3 separate regions of the Drosophila melanogaster genome follow, and regions 1 and 2 are each linked to region 3. The links are chromatin contacts, called in public Hi-C and targeted proximity ligation maps. All regions are on one chromosome and are shown on one strand. The core of a region is the stretch at or near the end of the contact, and the rest is flanking DNA. Distances in the headings are between cores, read along the strand shown. Region 1 holds the start of lncRNA:CR46090 (long non-coding RNA:CR46090). Region 2 holds the start of cnc (cap-n-collar). Region 3 holds the start of glec (gliolectin).

Region 1 (3,480 bases), core at 496-2,995, 1.5 Mb after region 3:
CGCCCAAAAACACCCACCTTCACCGATAACGAGCACTTCTTATCAGCCAGCCACAAATATTTGTTCTTCGTCCAACTCATTGGTTATTTCTTGAGCTCCAAGTTGTTTGGAGCATTGGAAAGTGAGTTTTGCGTTTGGTAAAGTTCAAATTGCTGAAGGTCGCACGCGTGAGAGGGTTGCCTGATAAGTTTTGTCACCCTGATTATTGTGCTGGGTCAGTTGTTTATGGCTATATTAACTCTTCTGCTGCTGCTTCTTTTTTTATGCTCGCCCTTTCTCTGCGGCATTACAACATTTCGGAGCGTGCTGATTAGCCATGGACTGGGCTTTATAGCGGCTCGGAAAATCCCAAGAAGCAACAACTACAACTATTACAATAAATGCTGCTAATTTGTCCATGGGATGCACTCAATTTAGACACATCCGTTCTACACAGCCAGAAAAAAATGGGTACATTTATGTACATACATATGTGTGTAAATAGAAAGAGAGGAACGCGCTTTTGTTTTGATAACATTGTTTTCGCCGTGAATGAATGGGTATGGAAATAGAAACGTTGAGGGAACGTGATTAGATAAAGTCTCTATGTCTTTTGTAAGCTATTTACATATTTGAATATATACACAGAGAGAAATTAGGCACATGTACATGTACTAGACTTAATTTACAACTTGAATTGTAAAATTGTAATTTTTTCGTATTACCATACTAATAAATGGCATAATTTTAACACTCAGCCTAACTTTATTCATAATTTTGCATTCATAAATCAGCAATAAGTTCGAATACTAATTACCCAAGCATTAGCTGCATAAAATTGAAAAAAAAATATGGAAATATCATTGGTGCTAAAACGAATGCCATAATGCACCGAATTATACCGTCATAAAGGCCTCAATTCAAATGAATCAAAAAAGTTCTCGCGCGATTAATTCCAGGCGAAACAACAACAAAAATCAACGTCGGGCTATCAAAATTTATGAATGAATAAAGCAGAATCAGGCGAAAACCCGACAAAAGGCAAGACAGAGGAAAATAAAAAAAAAAAGTATTAATAAAAAGGCAAGTAAAATAAGCAAACAAAACGAAAATCACAAATAGTAAGTGAGTACAAAGTGGCGTGCATATGAAATATAAAGCAGGCGATATAGCCCACTACAAACGCACAAATCCACACACACTCACACACACACATGTACATATATGTATGTATGTACCTCTGAATATGAATGAATGAAAAATTGTAGAAGCAGCACAACCGCAACACCAACAACATAAGTTGTTAACGCAGCAGTTCCACGAACTAAAAAAACAAAAAACCAAAACCCCAAAAAAAAAACACCAACGACAACCACAGAAGACGGGAAAAAAGATCTGTGAACAAGAAATTTGAAAGGTAACAAAAAACTGAAATTAAAACAAAAACTTAAAATCAGAAACACGAGCAAGTGTGTGTTGGCAACTCGTTTTCCAGTTTTCCATTTTTCCACATGCAGCAGCTGCCCACAAATTGTGCGTGGAGTGTTGGCGAAGAGGAGGGGAGTGGAGTGGAGTGTTGGAGTGGGGTCTGGAAGGGGGTGGTGCCTGGAATGGTGGGAAGGGGGGGAGTTCAAATTATGAATAAATAAGTAGTTGGTCCAAGAGCAAACAGCTAAAAATCAAAGCAAATACACAAAAACAATGAAAACAAAACTGGGATGGCGAAGAACATTTTGTAGTTGAAGTTAAGATACCCTTGCTGGTATTAAAACATTTAACAAAATAGTAGATTGGCAATTAGATTTTTCGAAAAACAAAGGCTTTTGTTCAATACGAATTTGGTTTAAACATTCTTAAAAGTATAGTTAAGGTTAGTTTTCAAGATTTTTTAGAATTTCAGCGACTTGGTTGCAAAATCCCAACTAAACCATAATACCCTACACTACACTGCAGGGTATAAAAAGGCAACGACGACTGCAGTTGGATTTCGAGCCAAAGTCGACGCGCCCACGGGCAGCGACAGAAGAAGAAGAAGATGAGAAGCTGGAGCAGCGATAAAAGAGGAGCCCCAAAGACAAAGCCGGAGAACAAGAAGAAGAGTAAGAGCCGGTTTGCAGGAACAAGCCTAGAAGAAGAGGAAGAAGGAAGAGGAGCACTGGTGGAGTGGAGGAGGGGAGGGGGCGACGGGGCAATGCAGGCACACGCAAAAAAGGAAGGAAACAAACATCAAGCCCCAATGACAGAGGAAGCAACCACAACAACAACAAATGGCCGTGGAAGAAGGGGAGACAGCGGCAACAAGATCCACTCGTCGCTGGCTCTTATCCCCACTCCCATTCCCAATTCCATTTCCATTCCCCCATTCATCAACTGCATTTTAATTCTTTTTTGGTTGTCTTTGCGTTTTGTTTTTTTTTCTTCGTTTTATTATTCGAGAACCAACTAGTTTTGTTGTTTTTTGCTGCCTGGCGAGTATGAATGAAAACGAACGTGTTTCTTGGAGAGCGGGAGCCCCAATTTGAGAGCGGGAGAGCGCTGGGGAGCAGCGGCGCCGGCAGCGACGTCGACAGCGCGGGGATGAATGAAATGAGCAGCAAAATGAATGAAAGTTGTGGGGCTCGCGCAGTCAACGTCGCTGCCAGCGTCAACGTTAGGCTCTCCCGATCTCTCACTCTCCCACTCTCCTTGTGAAGAGAATTTGTATATTTTTTCTACTTTTTATACAAATCATAGCGCACATATTTAATAAGCGAAAATATAATTTGCTTTATTTATTGTTTCGTTTGGTTCATTTCGTTTCGTTTTGTTTCTTGTTATTTTCAAAGTTTATGATTAATGAGAGATGATTACGGCGTGTGAGTGTGCGTGCGTGAGTGTACTTTTGTATCTGTGTGCGCGTATAATTAAAATAAGGGCAGCCTTTTGCATACACTTGCAAAAAAAGGATTTTTTTTATTTCTGCTAAGAAAAAATTGTTTTTGCACTGTTTTAGTCATTCCAATTGCAGGAGTCCGAAATGGTTTTAAACGTACAATATGATTACGTTATTATATTTTTAATAAACGATTTCCCAAGGTTTTATGCATTTTAAGTACATTTAGATTTCAGGGCGACCCTTATGCCAAGTGTATCTTTCGTGCGCATAATGTAAACTAAATTTACGTGCCTGGCTCCCGATCTTTTCTGCTTCTTCTGGCCCGCGATGTTCCCCTTTTTTATGTGCCATCCCCATTTTCCATTCAGCATCTGCGCAGTTGTCGCCGTTTTTGCATGTTTTTTCCCCCCCGTTTTTTTCGCCTTTCTGTTTCTGTTTTAGTTTTTGTGATTTTATATTTATTTTTTGTTTCTGTTGCCATTTTATGGCCGCGATCTTCTAGCGACGAGCGAAAAGTTCAGGCTGCCAGTTGTTTTCGCTAAGGGATTCGCCTGGGTCCCACATACATATGTACATTTGTATGTGTGTATGAATTGTAAATATGTCTAAATACATGTACCGAGATG
Region 2 (3,721 bases), core at 766-3,265, 1.4 Mb after region 3:
GCATTAAAGATTTTGCTAAATTTTCAATCCATGTAATCAGATTTCGTACTGTGCACCTGCGCAAAGATAAATAATATGGGCAGTACCTTAAGCATATTTCATTATGCAAATCATTCTGGTCCAGGTATTCATATTTATAAACAGTGAAATCACAATACAAACTTAGTTAATATCGAACGGTTTTTTCCCCGAATCCAAGTCAACATTGCAAATCTGTTCGAGTCGAGATAAATAAAAACAAAACCAGTTTCTTTAGGTTTTTTTATCTGTGGCTATACTCTTGGAATGGAAAAGAAGCGCTTTTCGAAACATTTTGTCAAAAGAAGAAAAGCTACTTTATTTTGGAATAGAAAACATGAAAATTAATCAAGAAATTCTAATCGATTTGTTCTATCAAGGCAGTATTGTTTATTGTAATTAAAATTTCACCAAAATTTCATTTGTGGCATATGTTTAAGCAAGTTTAAAATAGATATAATAGAGAATAAGTTACGCTTATTATGATTTTTTCTAGTAAGATTTTACAATCTCTGAAGAGAAAAGTTTTCTTTGTCTTCGAGTACTTTTGTCACACAAAGCAAGAGTATTGCCGATTTCACGTGTGTAAGTTGATTTGCCCGTGTTGATTTTAATAAATACCCTCTGTTTGTTGTTTTCGCAGTTGTCTGAGGCAGTCGCTTGATGCCTTGACGTAGTTTATAATTCGAATCAACTCTGGGCTTAATTAAAACTCGTAGAAAAATGCGAGAAAAAATGTGAGAAACAAGCTAACACCAAGCAGGCAAAGTTCAAAACAAGCCTTGCGCGGCTGATCTCAAGTATTCTTTGCCCCGAACACACGGTACATATTGATTTTAGCAATTACCTGACAATCTCGCCTCAATAGGTGAGTGAGAGAAAGAGAGAGGGGGTGGGCTAGGGGCGGTAGAGAGAGAGACAGCCAGTCCGTGTCTAGGGATCGTCATGCAGTTTGACTTTTTAATTCGCGTGGGGGGATATATATTTTTAATAATAAACTAAAACGAAAATGTCGTGACAAAGTCTTTAGAAGCTGCCGAACATAATAGTCGATGGGGCGTCTCAATTGTGGGTTTGTTATCCAGATAGGTATATATTTTCCGTACACACTTGTATATAGCTTGAAATCTTTGAAGCGTAGCGCGTTCATTTGATTGTTTTCAATATTATTTAATTGTTTGGGGGAACAAGTGGAACTTGCGTTATCATTATCATTAGCAAAAACACACACATCCAGGCAAATAATGTAAATATTCACGTATATGTCACTGAGTCCATAGGTTTTAGTTGTTCAAGAGTTTTTCGTGAAGAGAGCTTAAGAGAACGAGCACCGATGACCACATGCCGGTAAATTTATGCGAAACATTTTGTGCGCAAAATTTCCACAGAATTATTCTATATATGTAAACTATTATTTTGCAAATGTGGGCGAATGAGAGGGAAAGCCAAAAGTTTTGTATTAAATTGAACTTGTTGATTGGGTCGAATGAATGCCTAGAATGCCAAAACACAGATACACACACACACACACACACGCAGACTTAGACAAACACGGGCACTCACACTGCGGCACTAACAACTCATTTCCACGGGGGGTATGGTGGCGGTTAAATTAACTTGACGGGCTTAACGACGCAATTGTTGTGGCCCTTCAACTGCCCGGTATTAAATGTTATTATTTCGCACCCGTAATTATAATTTATTTAACTATTGTTGTATTTCTTTACCTACGCTTGGTACCTGCAACTTTAGAACTACGTTTTTTGTTTTGATTTTATATGGAAAAGCGCGCCACGCTCAAAACACTTGCTCGATAAAAAGAGAGCTTTGTCGAATATTACGTATACGACATGTAGTACACTTAAGAGTATCCACAATATCAGCTGGTTGGGTGGCAAACAGAGCGGTGGCCAGGGGGGGGGGGGTACGATAAGTGAGCAAGCGAGCGAATGGCTGGTCGATTGTAATTCACTGAACGGCTGTTCAAAAAACACTGACAAAACTCTGAAAAGCCAATGGTCGCCGCTCGCCGATTCAGCTGTTTGCGTCGGCAATAAAACAGAGAGAGAGACGAGGAAGCGACAAAACCAAGCAGAGATAGAGAGGGAGAGAAGAGAGAGAGAGAGGGGACAGGCAAACGGCATGGGATGGGACGCTCTAGAGGCCCCAACTGGCTGATAAAATAATAGCGAGCAGATAGCGCAGGGCAAGTGCGCTGTCGCAGTCGGCGCCTCTGTTAACCTGCTGTGTTGTTATTAATTTGAGCGCCAGCTTCTTAATTGATCCGCTAACACACACCTGTGCACAGCTGTGGTGGTATTCAAACGACTTCTTCCGCTTGACGGCGCCAATTCGTTGAGAGCGAGGAGAATCACAGTATTTACGCGGTTGTTGGCACTGTAAATTGCGTCTTTTGATCAGCGCTTATCACTATGATTGGTGTAACCAAATCTGGTGGCCAGTTTATGTTGGGACTAATCTGCCAGGGGGTAAAGTTAAAGTGCCAGGTAAAGTTCGATTGGTCGGATTTTTTTCTGGAGGTTATTTTTTACCCAAGGGTAAAATTCCTGCCGGTTAATTTAGCTGGGGGTTCATTTCTCCGGCGGTTAGTTAGTTTATCCGGAGTTTCATTTATCTGGAGCTTAGTTTATCTGGAGATTAATTTGACCGCCGGTTAAATTATCTGGAAGTTAATTTACCTGGGTGTAATTTGCCTGCCGGATATATTTTAAATGGGCATTAGTTTGTCAGTGCGAACACTCATATGGTGGGGGGGGGGGGGGGTCAACTTTTACCCGGCAGTATGCTTTGCATGGGGCGGAGGTTATGTTATCTGAGGTAATTTTCAGGAGATTAATTGGTCTGGGGGTAATTGTTAGGAGGTCTGGGTCTGATGGTTGTTCTATCTAGGTGATTTCTGTACCCCACACCGAGCACACGTTACAACCTTTATTGATCGCCGGACCACACACATAGAACCACGAACAACTTAAATTATATTACCATAATATTTACAGATTAGTTATCGTTTTTATTAATATTCCCATTTGACTTAAACTACATTATGTAAATATATATATATATTTATATATAGATGTGTATATATCATTAGCGTACAATTAGGTTTACGTCTTTAGAGTTGCTCTGCCTGCTTTTCATTGCATTCTAGATACACTTGGTATTTTCCATACGCGAAATTTAATATAAAACCTAATAGACAATGCATAATTACTAATTTTTTCTTTAAACTGATGCCGATTGCCAAAAAATTTCTTCTAATAAAATTAACTAGAATTGATATTTGATCCTTGAATTTCGAAAAGGCCATTCTTCAACTCCAGGACAAAGCGGGAGTAGGAGTTCGGAACGGGTTGAGGATAGATTGTGTGTTTGTTTTTTAGAAAACTTAATGGAACCCAAATAAGATAAGTCAATCAAAGCTGTGGACGGATATGCATTGTACAATGCACTTAGACGATGAATGGGCTAAGAATTAAATAAGGACATGTTTTAAACAAAAACCATAAACTTTTGATTCCGTTAATCTGAATAACTTTCTTAATCTTTCCGAATTTAAGGTTTTTTTCTCTTCTGGGCTTTGAGTTTCTCTGTTATAATGTGTTCTTTTTGTATTATTTATATTTCGGCTTGTTTTCGGTTGTCATTTTTAGTTGCTTGTTTGGCTTATACATTTTTCAAAAAT
Region 3 (3,281 bases), core at 589-3,088:
CTCACTGAATGCCACGCTATCGGCGGAATATCAGCGTAAAGTAAAGCAATAATAATAAGCCAAAAATTAAAGGTACAGTCGAACGTCCATAAGTGATGCTTAATATAAACAAACTGGTAAGTTTTTTTTAATAGCGTTCATCTTAAATCTATTATTAGATAACAATGGACTGCATTAATAGTCCCTTGTCTTGTTGCTAAAACTTAAGGCAATAGTCGTAGAAACTTGTACTGAATCTTTAAAATTTCATAATACAATGATTTTGAATACATTTATTATTTCAAATTATTTGAAATTAGAGAAATTTATTCGAATTCGATTAAGCAATGGGGCCAAACAATAATACTTTTTTGAGTTTTCTGTTATTCATCAGATATGTAAATGTATCCCAATTCACTTTCGAGTAACCAAAGAGATAAATCCCTACGCACGTGAATGAACGAACAAAGAATCGGAAAAACTAGCCAAAATAAAGAGAATAAAAACTGGTAGGAAAGAAGTGACAATAAGAATCGACGCAGAAGGGGAAAAACGAAATTAGGAAAATCAGAAAATAAGGGTGGTTTTTTTTTTCAACTAAGGGGAGGAATTTTATAAGGGTGACGACTGTGGCAAAGGACGAGCACAAAGCAGAGACTGCAAGAGGAAGGAACAACGGAAAATGCAACTAAAATCAGGTGTCTGCTTATTGGATCATCTATATAAGAAGTACATGGGATCTTAGTAAATAGAACATACGTACAAAAACCGAGGAAATGTATGAGATAATTCGAAGGAGACTTTTTTAATTTTAGAGATTTCACTATATTCTGATTCTGCTCTGATTCTTTGGGAAAATTTAACAATAACTTGAAAGTATATTAAACTTAATAACTTGGAACCAAAGAGTAATCATTATTCGTATATTTTGAGCAAGCACCCAGCGTTTCAGGTGAAACAAAAACATGCAAATCATGGAAAAAAAAAACCTACCTTTGAGGCCTTGTGGCTGCCTCGCATATGGCTTTTGGCCATGTCGCGTGCAGTTGGCCAAATCCGCACTGCCGTTGCTTTTTTTGCGATCGCTTTCCGGGCATTTCTGAAGGATCAGCTTTGCGCTGGCGGAGATCTGGGCGGGAGTCAGGGCCATGCCCCTCGGCGCTTGGCTGACTGCCTTTGGATTGCACTCATCGGCATCGGTGCTGGATATCGTCCTTGAGGTCGGATACCGCATTCCGCGCAGGACCTGACAATGGGCATCCGTATCAGCATCCGCATCCGTATTCGCATCCGCATCCCGATTAGATTCCAGCTGGATGTCATATCCGTAGCGTTCCTTAACGTATAATCTCTGCGTGTGCTGCTCCTGGGCCAACAGCTGATCGATATTCGAGTCCCCGGGAGCGTTATTGAATAGGTTCCGACAGATTCTCTTCTTCTCCGATGCGCTGGGCGGTGGGCGTGGCACGGGGGCGGCGAGAAATGGGCCCAGGGCCATTGGCGGACACAACATGGCTATGGTTTTGTATAACTTGTTTTCTTTGTTTAAACTTTAGGTATTTTTGCACTTTTTGGTTTATTGCTTTTGAAGTATTCTCGCTTTGTTTCTTCTTTCCGCTTTCACTTGAACTTTCACAGCGATCACTGCGCGAAACTCACGTACGCATTTTAGGCATTGCAATTGCAGTTTAAATCGGTTTTCTATCGCTGGCGAATTTGTTGTATGCGTTTCTTTTTCTGTATCGTAGAGAGCTAGCTGAACTTTACGACTTTCACGCGAGCCAAAGAGAGCGAAAAGAACGCAGCTGGAGCAAACGCAAGCGACCGAATTGGTGGAGAGTCAAAGACTGAATCGCGCAGAGACCAGGGATTCAGCAAGTTATATAGCTTATATGGCGCAGTGTGACCAGTTGCTCCCGCATCGATAACGCTTTACTTTCGCTTTTGGCCCGCCGAAACGGTCACTCTGCGCTCTTTCGTGACTCTCTTCAGCATTTTTACGCTCTCTTACATTTGGGTATCATTAACATTAGGGTGAAATGCACAGAAAAACATACTTGAAAGTGATCTAGAAAATATTTCAAAAATTATACATCGAAGCTATAATATTCAATATGCTTATAATATATGTTTATTTCCATAAAAATTGTTTCCTAGCACCGCTATTGCACTTTTAACTGCAGCAGTTTTGAGAGGTGGCGCGAGTAGGGAACATCTCTGGCTACTGAGATGACGTCATAAATTACATTTACTTCCTTGATGTTCAAATGAATTGAAGTGAAATTTTAGAAATTTAAAATTAAGAAAAATATCATATCTCCAAGTTCGTATTTTTTTTTTTACTCAAGGTTGGCCATCAAACTGAATTGCATTGCAAGCAAACATATGATGAATTCCAAGTAGTTTATAAATTAAATCGATGACATCATAACACCCAATTTGAGATGCCAACATGCAGTACCTCAAACACAATGCCACACCTCACTATTAAATGTATCCCATGCAAATAGAGATTCCTAGCTCAGAATAATGCAGTTGCTCATCTTATACTTACGATATTTACATGTAACAATTACGGAAAGTGAATCCGTTTTTTGTGTGCCAATTATAGGCCGTGTAAATACAATTAGTTATGCTAGGGACTGCTGGCTCGTTGCTATTTACCTCGCACAAATACTGAGCTAAACGCTAACTAACTGATATGTTAGCGCGTTTTGGGCCCTAACTCAAGGTCGAGTCGGGCTTCATGCGGCATTAAACGGCCTAATTGGCGGCCAGACGTGGCTAGAACAAATTGCCAGCGACAGGAATACGAAAAATTCAAAATAGTCAACAAAAAATCATAAACAACTTTCGCGCCTGCGGCGGCAATTCAAGCGTATCTCGAACAAACGAAAGTGAAAACCGCATAGAAATAGAGGTAGTAGGTTGTAGTAGTGGTATTGGTAGTAGTAAATAATGTGGACCACAAGTCATTTCAATTTCAATAATGCTGAGTCAGCCGAACCGATAAACTGGCCCCCACTCCACTGGTGGTTGGTTAGGAGGCGCAGCTGGTGTTACCTCGAATCGGAGGAGTCTTCAGGCCCATTTCGTCTGGCTCTTTGACCGATTAGTCATTTTAAAGAGTGCCCCGGACAAAGGACGCGCCCAAAGGATTGCGATTTATTATTGTTTTCAGGCGTACAGTGGGCCCTCGCAAAGGGATACAGATGGTGTCTGTATTGGCTTTATAAGCTTTTATAAGAATTTTCGCCAGAATGAATAAATGTTTTTCTTTCTTATCATCTTCATATGTAGTA

Evidence for each region. A called contact is a pair of places that touch in the nucleus more often than the background predicts.
Region 1: a Hi-C map of the Kc167 cell line shows a contact between it and region 3, with 1.7 times the contacts expected there.
Region 2: a targeted proximity ligation map of the Kc167 cell line shows a contact between it and region 3, with 4 times the contacts expected there.

Annotation. Positions count from the first base shown.
Region 1 is chr3R:23,332,058-23,335,537 of dm6, forward strand. It overlaps lncRNA:CR46090 (long non-coding RNA:CR46090), which reads right to left and starts at 1,746. Exons shown (of 1, transcript NR_133438.1): 1 at 1,447-1,746. All of the region lies in intron 3 of pnt (pointed), which reads right to left.
Region 2 is chr3R:23,224,696-23,228,416 of dm6, forward strand. cnc (cap-n-collar) reads right to left here and starts at 2,016. Exons shown (of 10, transcript NM_001260333.2): 1 at 1,750-2,016. It overlaps CG4467, which reads right to left. Exons shown (of 13, transcript NM_001043282.2): 13 at 3,032-3,721.
Region 3 is chr3R:21,854,428-21,857,708 of dm6, forward strand. It overlaps glec (gliolectin), which reads right to left and starts at 1,839. Exons shown (of 2, transcript NM_079719.3): 1 at 973-1,839. The coding sequence starts at 1,492.